3 separate regions of the Mus musculus genome follow, and regions 1 and 3 are each linked to region 2. The links are chromatin contacts, called in public Hi-C and promoter capture Hi-C maps. All regions are on one chromosome and are shown on one strand. The core of a region is the stretch at or near the end of the contact, and the rest is flanking DNA. Distances in the headings are between cores, read along the strand shown. Region 1 overlaps Siah2 (siah E3 ubiquitin protein ligase 2). Region 2 overlaps Spg20 (spastic paraplegia 20, spartin (Troyer syndrome) homolog (human)). Region 3 has its middle 19 kb from the start of Gm40044.

What was found. Promoter capture Hi-C pulls out the DNA fragments that hold promoters and counts their contacts. A called contact is a pair of places that touch in the nucleus more often than the background predicts.
Region 1: a contact with region 2 is called in a promoter capture Hi-C map of liver, with 9 times the contacts expected there. The contact joins two enhancer-like sites.
Region 3: a Hi-C map of liver shows a contact between it and region 2, with 6 times the contacts expected there. The contact joins two enhancer-like sites. A contact is called at or near these places in 1 of 39 promoter capture datasets (liver) and 1 of 484 Hi-C or Micro-C datasets (liver).

What each region holds. Positions count from the first base shown.
Region 1 is chr3:58,684,714-58,688,283 of GRCm38.p6, forward strand. All of the region lies in intron 1 of Siah2 (siah E3 ubiquitin protein ligase 2), which reads right to left. Among named protein-coding and RNA genes, the nearest start is that of Siah2, 5.9 kb to the right of the region's middle. Within about 2 kb of position 2,003, at least 12 of the 459 cell types and tissues checked have an H3K27ac peak or open chromatin away from gene starts, as enhancers often do. A contact at or near this core is called in liver, where this site is marked.
Region 2 is chr3:55,117,993-55,121,111 of GRCm38.p6, forward strand. All of the region lies in intron 2 of Spg20 (spastic paraplegia 20, spartin (Troyer syndrome) homolog (human)), which reads left to right. Among named protein-coding and RNA genes, the nearest start is that of Spg20, 7.4 kb to the left of the region's middle. Within about 2 kb of position 1,444, at least 37 of the 459 cell types and tissues checked have an H3K27ac peak or open chromatin away from gene starts, as enhancers often do. A contact at or near this core is called in liver, where this site is marked.
Region 3 is chr3:51,199,589-51,203,178 of GRCm38.p6, forward strand. No RefSeq gene overlaps it. Among named protein-coding and RNA genes, the nearest start is that of Gm40044, 19 kb to the right of the region's middle. Within about 2 kb of position 2,268, at least 45 of the 459 cell types and tissues checked have an H3K27ac peak or open chromatin away from gene starts, as enhancers often do. A contact at or near this core is called in liver, where this site is marked.

The DNA.
Region 1 (3,570 bases), core at 753-3,252, 3.6 Mb after region 2:
CTACCAAACCCAACATCACCCTATGTGTCTTAGAGGAGCCAGCCACAGTGGGAATAGAGTGAAGATGTAAACCAGAAGGCTGGATTTGGGCTTGCTCTTAAACCTATCACAGCCAGGGAGCCTACCAGCAGGAGGGACCAAAGACAGCACCTTTATTCACTCGAAGTTTTAAAAAAGGGCTCAAGCCCACATGTTTACCAAGGGAATCCTGTCTATTCTATCTCTATGGTAACTTCTTACCCCATAGATGCTCCATAGTCTAAAAGGCCATTCCATAAAATGTTTACCAAATTGGAAGTGAGAGGTGAAGCTGATAGCTGGGTAACTACCCAGGAACTAAAGGAAAAGGACAGGTGATGGATGTAAAGGCAGTAGAGCACACCGGGTAAATTTCAGGAGCTCCAATAAGACCTGAAGGATGAACACACATTTAACCAGGAAAACAGCTCTAGTCTCCTTTTCTGGATGTGCAAAATGGAAACTCATTCTAATATCCCAGGTACTCGCTGGTGGCAGGTGCTGGCATTCAGGTGATCAAATGCATACCTATCTCATGCCTCTCCTGAATGAAGGCTTTACATGTCTGAATAAGAAGTGCTGCTTAGCCTGGCTGTTATACACCAATGGTATACATTGTATGGAGCTTACAAGAAAGAGCTGTAAGGAACAAAGAGACTCCAATTGAATCTCAGGCTGGTACTTTCTAGGCCAGATTTACCATACTTTTTAGCTGGCTTCTAGTCTGGCTGTAGGAAGGATAACTTTAGTGGCAGCTGACTTTAGTTCCAGGTTGTGCTAACCAGGTGAAACCTTTGGTCAATTACATCAGAACCAACCTTCAATTTTAGCACTGCTTTGCAATTTTGTAGCCTTCAATTCCGCTTGACATTCAAAAGCTGAACTGTCAATCTTGTTCTTTAAAGTACTGACCCTTGGAGTAATGGGTGAGAGTTCTGGTTCTTCGTGTACTACTCTAAGTCTCTGGGCCAACACGGTCAATTTCAGGCAACTGTAAAGAATATAGAGACAGCTTCTGAAGACAGTGACTCATGGGAGAAGTTTTGAGACTAAGAAGAAATCTTTAAACATATTTTTGCAAGTGGGCTTCCCTGTCCCAGCACAGTACCACCAGCTGGCCTCCATTTGCACTGGTGAGGAAGGACCTTCTATGGCCTTTTAAATCTGATCTCAATATATCCACCATGTAGGAAGTCTATTTATTGTCGTAGATGAGCTAATTGGCTCAGGGAAGTTCACACCTAGATCATAGCTAGGCCTTCTGAGAACCTGGCTCTTCTGCCTTCTCTCTAGTGATTTTGTTCCCATGACCACTTAGCAGATTCTAGAATTTTAGGGCAAGAAAAATCTCCATTGTAATCATTTAGCCCTGGCCCTGCTTCTAAAGACCCCCAAAGGCTAAAAAGGAACCACTTTGTACAAAGTCAACGAGCTCCTGGGACAATGGTTACATTCTATCACTGAGCAGAATGAATGCCTCGTAGAATATAAAGACCTAAACAAAGAATGTTACAGAAACTGTGTTGAGTTAGCTCCAGGTGCTTCCTCCCAGTCCCATGCTCCCAGAAATAGGACTCAGACTCAAATATCTTGGCCATATATCTAGGCTCTACTCTGACTAGATCATGACTCACACAACCCAATTATTTTAACCTACACTCTGCCCCGTGGCGGGTTCCCTGTGCTCATGACCATGTGTCCATCCCCTCATATCTTCCCAGGCACCTAGATCTTCTACCTTGCTCTTCTCCAGAATTCGTTTTCTGCCGGGATGGCCTGCCTCCAATTTCCTGCCTAAGCCATAGGACAAAGGCTTTTTAACTGACACGTCAGATGCATCCATACAACACACAAGATAATTTTTCTATAGCTGTCAGATTTTCACATCAGGTATGCAGAGATCTAGCTCAGTAAACACTGCCTAAAACAGAGCCAAGCAATGGCTGACCCTAAGCAGAAGGAATTTGGCATGTAGATATAGACAGTTTGCCCTGTTAGTACTGGCTTTATGTTTGAATTTGGCCAAAGGTGAGCGATTCAGGGAGGGATCAGGGGTTGAGATTTGACATCAAAGTCCAGTTTCTAGCTTTTCTCTTTTTTCCCCTCTATGAATGCCTGGCATAGCTGTCTCCACATTCCCAGCTCCTATGCAGGAGTAAAAGGTTGCCCTTTGGTGTTTTTGGATAAGGAGTCTGCCTATGCTGTCCAACATACTGTAGGAAATACTAAACCTCTCTAGTCCTCTCATATCATTCTACGACATGTTTTCCATTTGTATTTATCTTCTTTCAAAGTTCCTGAAATGTGACTACATATCACCACTGAATTTGAAAGCCTCAGCAAGTCTTTTCTGAGGTTAGAGTGTAACAAGGTTGCTTTGTTAAAAAAAAAAAAAAAAAAGAGAGAAAGAGAAAAGGTCAGACAACCTAGCTGACACTTTAAAGGAGTGGCCCTATGTAATACAGTTGAGACAGACTATCTAAATACTCCCAGAGACTAGCGCAAGGAAGACAGGTAACAGACACATACAGCCTCAGGGGCTGGGGAAGCCTCTTGTCTTTCAACAACCTTCCTAAAGCTGTGACCCTTTAATGACCCTTTAAACTTTTACTCATGTTGTGACCACCCCCTCACCCTCATCCCCCCCCAAGCCCCCAATAAAATTATTTAGTTGCTACTTTATGACCGTAATTTTGCTACTGTTATGAATCATAATGTAAATACTTGTGTTTTCAGTGATCTTAGGCGATGCTTGTGAAAAGGCCGTTTGCCCCTTTTCACTGAGAATCCCTGTTCTGAAGTAGAGAGGCTGAGGAGCCCAGGCTCCTCAACAAGAGAGCAGCCCTACACTGAGCTGGACCATCTGAGCTAAGCACACAGACCTGCCTTGTTTCCAATCTGACACAGACCTTACTCCTTAATGCTTTTTCATCTCCAATGAAGAGTTTTGGTGGCTGCAGTTAAGTACACATCCAAATTTGGCTTTTCCACACCAAATGGTTGAGCTGCCCTGCTCAAATAGTTTGGATTACTGCTTAATCAAATGTAAGGGATACACACTCCAGTTTTATAAACATCATAAATACACACACACAAAAGTAACCCTAAGACCTATTATAAGCTTGGCTCCTGATCTGCATGATGGCTTGGCCCAACTGCACTCTCATAAACTAGATTGAGAAAAGTACTCTACATGTAGTCTTAATTTGCAGATAGTATATATTAAGTGACCCAAAAAACTCCACCCGAACACTCCTAGAGCTAATAAACCATTTCAGCAAAGTAGCTGCATACAAAATTAACTCACAGAAAGAAATTTATATATGAATGACAGAGAAAGAAATCAGGGAAATGATATCTTTCACAATAGCATGGAATAATATAAGAAATCTTGCATAACTTTAACCAAGCAAGTGAAAGAGTTTTTTGATAAAAGCTTTAAGGCACCAAAGAAAGAAACTGAAGAAGATACCAGAAGATGGAAAGATTCCCCCATGCTCATGGATTGGTAGAATATAGTAAAAATGGCCACCTTACCAAAAGCAATCTACA
Region 2 (3,119 bases), core at 194-2,693:
CTGGTTCACCCCATCACTAGAAAGGAGAGAGAGAGAGGGAGAGGGGAGAGGGAGAGAGAGACAGAGAGCCTTGAATCTGATTTCTTTCTTCTTGTTTCTTCTTTGAGCACTGACTATTAACAAACCTCAGCCAACCCCCCTGAAAGAGTACTGAGCACCAACCCTACCTCTCAGGGCTCCCAGACGTCCAAACATCACACCGACTATCTGCAGCTAGAGCTAGAGGCAAATCATCATGAGCCACTGTGGAGCAACCCCGTATCCCCACACCTGGGAGTAAAACAAATGCATGCTCAGTTCTAGAATTCTCACTACAGGGAATCTAGTTTGGTTTTATTTGTAATTGATTTTAGGACCCAAGAGAACAATTTTAAAAAAAAAAAGATTAATTTATTGTATGTGTATGAATGAGTACACTGTCACTGTCTTCAGACCCACCAGAAAGAGGGCATCAGATCTCATTACAGATGGTTGTGAGCCGCCATGTGATTGCTAGGAATTGAACTCAGGACCTGAGCCTTCTCTCCAGCCCAAGAGAACAATTCTTTATCAGAAGACGTGTTACTTAAATTTCAAAGGGAATTTATGTGATACATTTGAATACGTAACTGAATATCCACAAATGTTATCAAGATCAACCGGAAGTTCTAAACTGGCCTGGAATCAGTCAGCCAAGGGCAGTTTTGCCCCTTTCGATCACATGACAATGTCTGAACCTGTTTTCATCACAGCTGTGTAATCAAGGTTCCTATAACTATGACCAAATGCCATGGCCAAAATGAAGGATGGGGAGGAATAGATTAATTTGGCTTACACTTCCAGATCAGTCTATCACCGGAAGAAGTCAGGACAGGAACTCAAACAGGGCAGGAACCTGGAGGCAGGAGCTGATGCAGAGGCCATGGAGGGGTGTTGCTACTGGCTTGCTTCCCATGGCTTGCTCAGCTTCATTAAAGAACCCATGACCACTGCTAGCCTATGGATGCCACCACCCTCCATGAGCTAGGCCCTTGATCACTGATCACTAGTTGAGACAGCTGGATCTCATGAAGACATTTACTTCTTCAACTGAGGCTCCTTCCTCTCTGATGACTCTAGCCCTCGTCAAGCTGACTGACACACAGACCAAGTCAGTACAGCAGCTGAGAGCTGGTGTATTAGATAGAGTGGTCAGAGAAACTGCTAAATGCCCCATCAAGAGGAAAGTTATCTGTCCCTAAACCTTAGTCAGGCCAGGGTTCAGAAGCCCTGGCCTAGAGGGCTGCACTGCAGACAAGAGCAAGGACTAATTTGAAGTAAAGATGTGTGTTGCGTTCAGTGGGGTCTTCTTAGGGTGCAGACCAGCAACAGTCTCCTGGGAAAAGGTTGGGCATAGGTGCAGAGACATGGGCTTTTGAAACTGGGTCACAGTGTACTGTCAATGGATTTGTGTTTAAACAAAGCAGTTACCTGTTCCCAGATTCAGATAAGGTAATTTTGCCAGACATTGGCCTTCTGTAGTCCTCCTAATGGTACTTTGTCCTGGTTCTTATGGAAGCCAACTTGAAAGTCATTAGCAACAATTGGAAGCTTATCAGAGGTCTGGAAAACAGATTCCTTACTGGGCAAGAACTGACTTACTGACTTGGTTATCTTAAGGAAGAAGTCTCACAGGTCTCATGACTGAGGGGAGGGGAGGGGCCACGGAGAGTTTCTGCCAGTTGTGTAGTCACAGCTCTGAGAACACTGGATCCTTGAAACTGGAATAGCCGGAATTGGGCGCCAGAAACACGCCTTGGCTGCCAGATCTCAGCTGCGGAGCTGCTCTGGTTCCAGCAGCAGTTTGTCTTCATTTATTTCATTTGGCTTTTGACTGGTTGTATACCTTGTTTTGGGTCCTAAATAAGAAGTAGAATTGTACCCCAAGTTTAATACGTCATCGCTCAAATATTTGCAGCACTGTTCTGATAAGGAGTTAAGGCATGTCTACTGAACCTATTTATCCTATAAAACAAAACAACAAAATAGACAGTAACAACACAGCTATCTATTAGACATTAGGTAAACTTTCCTGGGCTCTAAAAAATCATTATTAATATGTTTAGGACCTGAGAGTAAGGTTATTTTCAATAGGCAGATTTTCTAATACATACTAAATAATTAACCACTGGGCTTTTCTTTTGTCTTGTCCCTGGCACCACTTATACTCTACAAAACATTGTAGTTACCTTTATTCTAATCTACCTGAGTGGATTTTGAGATAGAAGATAAAATCCAATCATTAAAAAAAAAAAAAGGACTTGACAGTACTTGCGAGGCTTGCCAGGACCAGCGCCGGGCCCTGGGCGCCCAGTCCACACATGTATCTCCTGCTGTCAGAAAGGGGCTGGTGTTGGGGTGTCTGAGTTTCGCTTGTCTCCATAGACCGTCCCTCGGCTTTCCTCATGGTAGACAGTGTTCTAAGGCTGGGTGGTTCCGTCTCAGTTGCTACAGGGGTGTAATAGATAAGAAATGAATGTATTTAGGAATTCTGATTTAGACAGCCAGGATATGCGCTTAAGTCTGAGTGTTGGGACAAACTGACCTTCCCATTGGTACCACAGTATCATTTGTCACAGCTAGTGACAAGCCATGTTCTGCTCTGTGTCTGACACATTAGGTTCTCTGGGCAGTAGCAAAAGCAAGACCTAATTAAGTAGTCACTCTGCATCTCTGACAAAGTGTGACAAAGCTCAGGGGCAAGCTTCACTTTCCAGTTGTCAGTACTGAGCCTGCCTCAGTGGCCTGCCTTCGCCTCAGTGTTTGTGATGACTACCAGTCAACATTTTCCCAGGGGAAATGACCTGCTTGTCCGTGGGGACGGGTGAAGACTATGTGGCATGTGTATACGGTGGGACACCATGCACCACAGAAGCAACCGGCGCTCATTCTGTTGAGGGAATCACCTGACACAGTCAAGTACCACAGGCTAGATCTAAAGGCTGAGAGAGCAGTGACGTTTACTGAGGCCGAGATGTGTGGGCGAAGTAGATGGGGGAGATAAAGGGTCAGTCGGTGGATAAGTTAGTTAGGAGTGACCTGCCGTGCTTTCGGGTTTTCACTATGAAGAAATAATGGGTTTCTGAAGAGATAACATATCT
Region 3 (3,590 bases), core at 1,018-3,517, 3.9 Mb before region 2:
TCCCTTTCTGATACTGAGATAAAACACTCAGGAAAAAAAAAAAAAAACTCACCCCTGAGTTCCATCCCCAGGACCCACAGAGTGGAGAGAACTAAATCCCACAGTTGTCTTCTGATCTCCATGTGCACGCGTGCACGCGCACACACACACACACACACACATCACCCTTAAAACCATCCTAAACAACTACTAATCTGTTTCCTGTCTCTGTGGGCTTGCTGATTTGAGACATTTCCTTTAAATAGACTTTCGTGATGTTTTCAAGCCTCATTCATATTATAACACCTATCAGGTACTTCATTCTCTGTGGATGGCTTAATAACGCTCTATTGTAAGGACAGAGCACATTTCCCCTTCACTAATCCACAGACATTTGACTCGTTTCTGTTTCTGTGAGCGGCCATATCCACATTTTGTATGGATTATAGGTTTTGTTTCTCATGGGTAATTGTCTAGGGTAGAATTGCTAGATCATCTCTATTAGGTTTTTAATTTTATTTGTAATTATGCTATGCTGGGTAGGTGCAGATATGCAGGTGAGTGCCGTGCCAGAGGAGGCCAGAAGAGGGCATCAGTTCTCCTGGACCTACAGTTACAGGCAGTTGTAATCTCCTTGCTGACCATGGGTGCTGGGAATTAAACTGGGGTCCCCTCCAAGGGCAGTACACCCTCTTAACCCCTGAGTCACCTCTTCTAGCCCTCGTGTATGTTACTTAGACTCCCTATGTCGGCCCCATTCCCTTATCCACTTTCTAATGACTATTTGTGTGCTCATTTCTGAAGCTAGCTGATTTCCCACCCAGTAATGTCTGAATTCCATACAAGCAATGGAATTTCCATCCTAAGCTAACTCAGCTTCTCTTGTGCTGCCCTGGAAACGGCTAGTGTGCCAAAGCTGGCTGCTCTGTCCTGGAAAACAGGTTTGGTCACCGAGAAAGCAGGGAGGGTGCCCTCATGTCACCCACAATCCCACACAAAAGGGAGCAAATGTCAGTCCACCCTCCCTCCTGCCTCTCTCTAAGGAAGGGAATTCAACCCAAACTCTGTCCCCCGGGAAGAAAACAGAATTTTGCTTTTTTTTTTTTAGACAGAGTCTCAAGTGCTAATGCAGGACTCCATATATATGTGGGGGGGGGGGGGCAGTGACCTTGAAGTTCTGCTTCTGACTGCCAAGTGCCGGGATTCAAACCCAAGTTGTCATGCATGCTAGGAGCTCTAACCACTGAGCTACATCCTCGGCTCCCAAAAGAGCCAAGGGTTTTGTTTTGTTTTAAAGAAGGGAGCTCAGAATCACAGAACCGATGACTCAGAGCTTGACAAACGTGTAAAATTAGAACTACCTACAGAGTGGCATTAGTTTATCGTTTATGAGACCACACCAAGCTACAGCAATCATAAAAATGAGAAGGAATCCACACCTTCTGGCAACAGCTAAGGTGATCTGGTTGGAAACAAAGCAAACAAAACTTCTCAATACAGCCAGTGCTGAGGTAAGAGAGCTGTGAATAACCTGACCCTTGTATCTGCAGGGCCCAGAGCACCTCCTCCTCCAGCAGCCAATACAGAAAGGCCAAAGTCATGTATAGTACTAAAGGCTCCGGGCTGGACTGAGCTCTGGTCGATAGAAAATGCCATCAATGCGTAGTCGAGCAAGAGGGAACGATTGACTTGTACATCTGACAAGGCAGGGAGTGAGACTTGTATTTCAATCGTGTCTGAGCAACATTTCACCAGCTCCGGCAGCCCCTGTGTGATCAGAAATAGATTCTGCTAGGTGGACTAGCTCACTCCCAGAATCCTTAGATGTCTGAGAAATAGGGTGTCAGGGGAGCAGAAACGCCCAGAGAGGGGTGTTATGAAGCTTGAGTTAGGAGAGAGATTCATGTTGCAGCGTTATAGAACAAAATACTCTGAGGTTCACAAGACAGGGGCCTGTCTGCCTGACTGGGAGCTTGTAACCTACAGACAAACGCGAACGTAGTAACAAGGAGTTTGACATTAGAAGCCGAGCATAGCTACCCCATCTGAAGAAGCCAAGGCTGTACCTATTGTGGTACAAGAGCACAGACTGGCTGGGGACTCGCCAGCCTCATGGTCTGCTCTATCAGATGGGTGAGCCCATCCCTAGGTTCTGAAACCTCTCGCTCTGGCTAACCAACAATATTCTGGAGAAATCACTGAACATGCTATTTTAAGACTGAGACGGGGCTCGGTAGATCGCTCACCTAGCATGCACGGAGCCCTATGTTCCACTCCAAGCATTGAATAAGCCAGGTGTGGTGGTGAACACGTGACGTCCCAGCTCTCAGGAGACAGAAGCTGGGGATCAGAGCGCCTCAGCTACGGGGTCATCCTCAGCTATGGAGAAGGGCGGGAAGGTTGGAGGGAGAGAGGGGAGGGAACAAAGGAAGAAGAGAGGGAGAGAAATGCCGTTTTAAAAAGAAAATACTCTTTAAAAAGAGTGTTTCTGGGGATGGACACAGACGTGGCATTTCATTACCGTGTACGAAACCCATGAAATGTTCCATCTTTACCTTGGAGAAGGTTCAAGGTAAACTAACTGTGCTGACTCAGACCTGGCTCAGTTTCGAGAGTGACAGTCTCGTCCACAGCAGGCTGCCTATGGTGGCTTTGGGCTAACGCTTGAGGGGAAATTCAGTTTTGCTCTCGCTATGTTTCCCTGGGGAAGGTGTTGGAAGCTGAACCTAGGGCCTTGTACAAGCAAGCATCCACGGTGACAGGAAGCTTCACTTGAAACCCAGTCAAGTTAGCATTTACTGTCTGGCTCCCAGTATGCTCAGCAGAAGTTGGGGGGCATCTTGTATCTATAGATCATGGCTCCATCTCCCTTCCCCATATGAGCTTCAAGACTTCTGTTTAATCCTCAATCTGCTCAGCTCTGGTCCTCAGACCAACCACCCTCTGGCATCCTCCCTCCCACGCTGCGGTAGCTTTCGGCCTTTCAGTGAGCTCTTTATCAAAGCTACAGGGATAATAAATTACATCCCAGCTCTGTAGTTCTTTGGTATTGGGCATCATATGTTCAGGGATAGGCTTCACGGCACCTCCTTATTCTGAGCCCTATAATTTGACCATCTAGATGACCAAGTAGGCCCTGCCTTTAGGCAGGTGCTGCCTGCCCCTTTGCCCTGTCCTAGGTTGCCCTTGCCTCTTGGCCAGCTGCCTGGATCTTGGCGGAGGTTGATATAGGGCCGCTCTGAGTACTAGCAATCTAAGGGTACATGAGTCCACTGGGCAGCTGGCCTCTGACCTTGTGCTTCTGGGTCTCCGTTGCACCACTTGGATTTTTCTGACCTCTATCCTTCTTCCAGCCCCGGATGGAAAATTCTGAAGAGAAGGAAAAATCTTAGGGCTCTCCAGAAGAGCCAACCAATAGGAGGAGACACAGGGGGATCTCTGGCGAGATTTACCAAGAGGCGTCAGCTCTCCAGCTGTGGAGAGTAATATGCCCACAATGTGCTGCCTCCAAGGTGGAGACCCAGGAATGTCAGCCCTGTGGTTTCAGTCCAAACTTAGGGAGGGAGTGGAAGGGAGGAAAAGGAAGGGGAAGAGAGGGGAGGAGAGAAGAG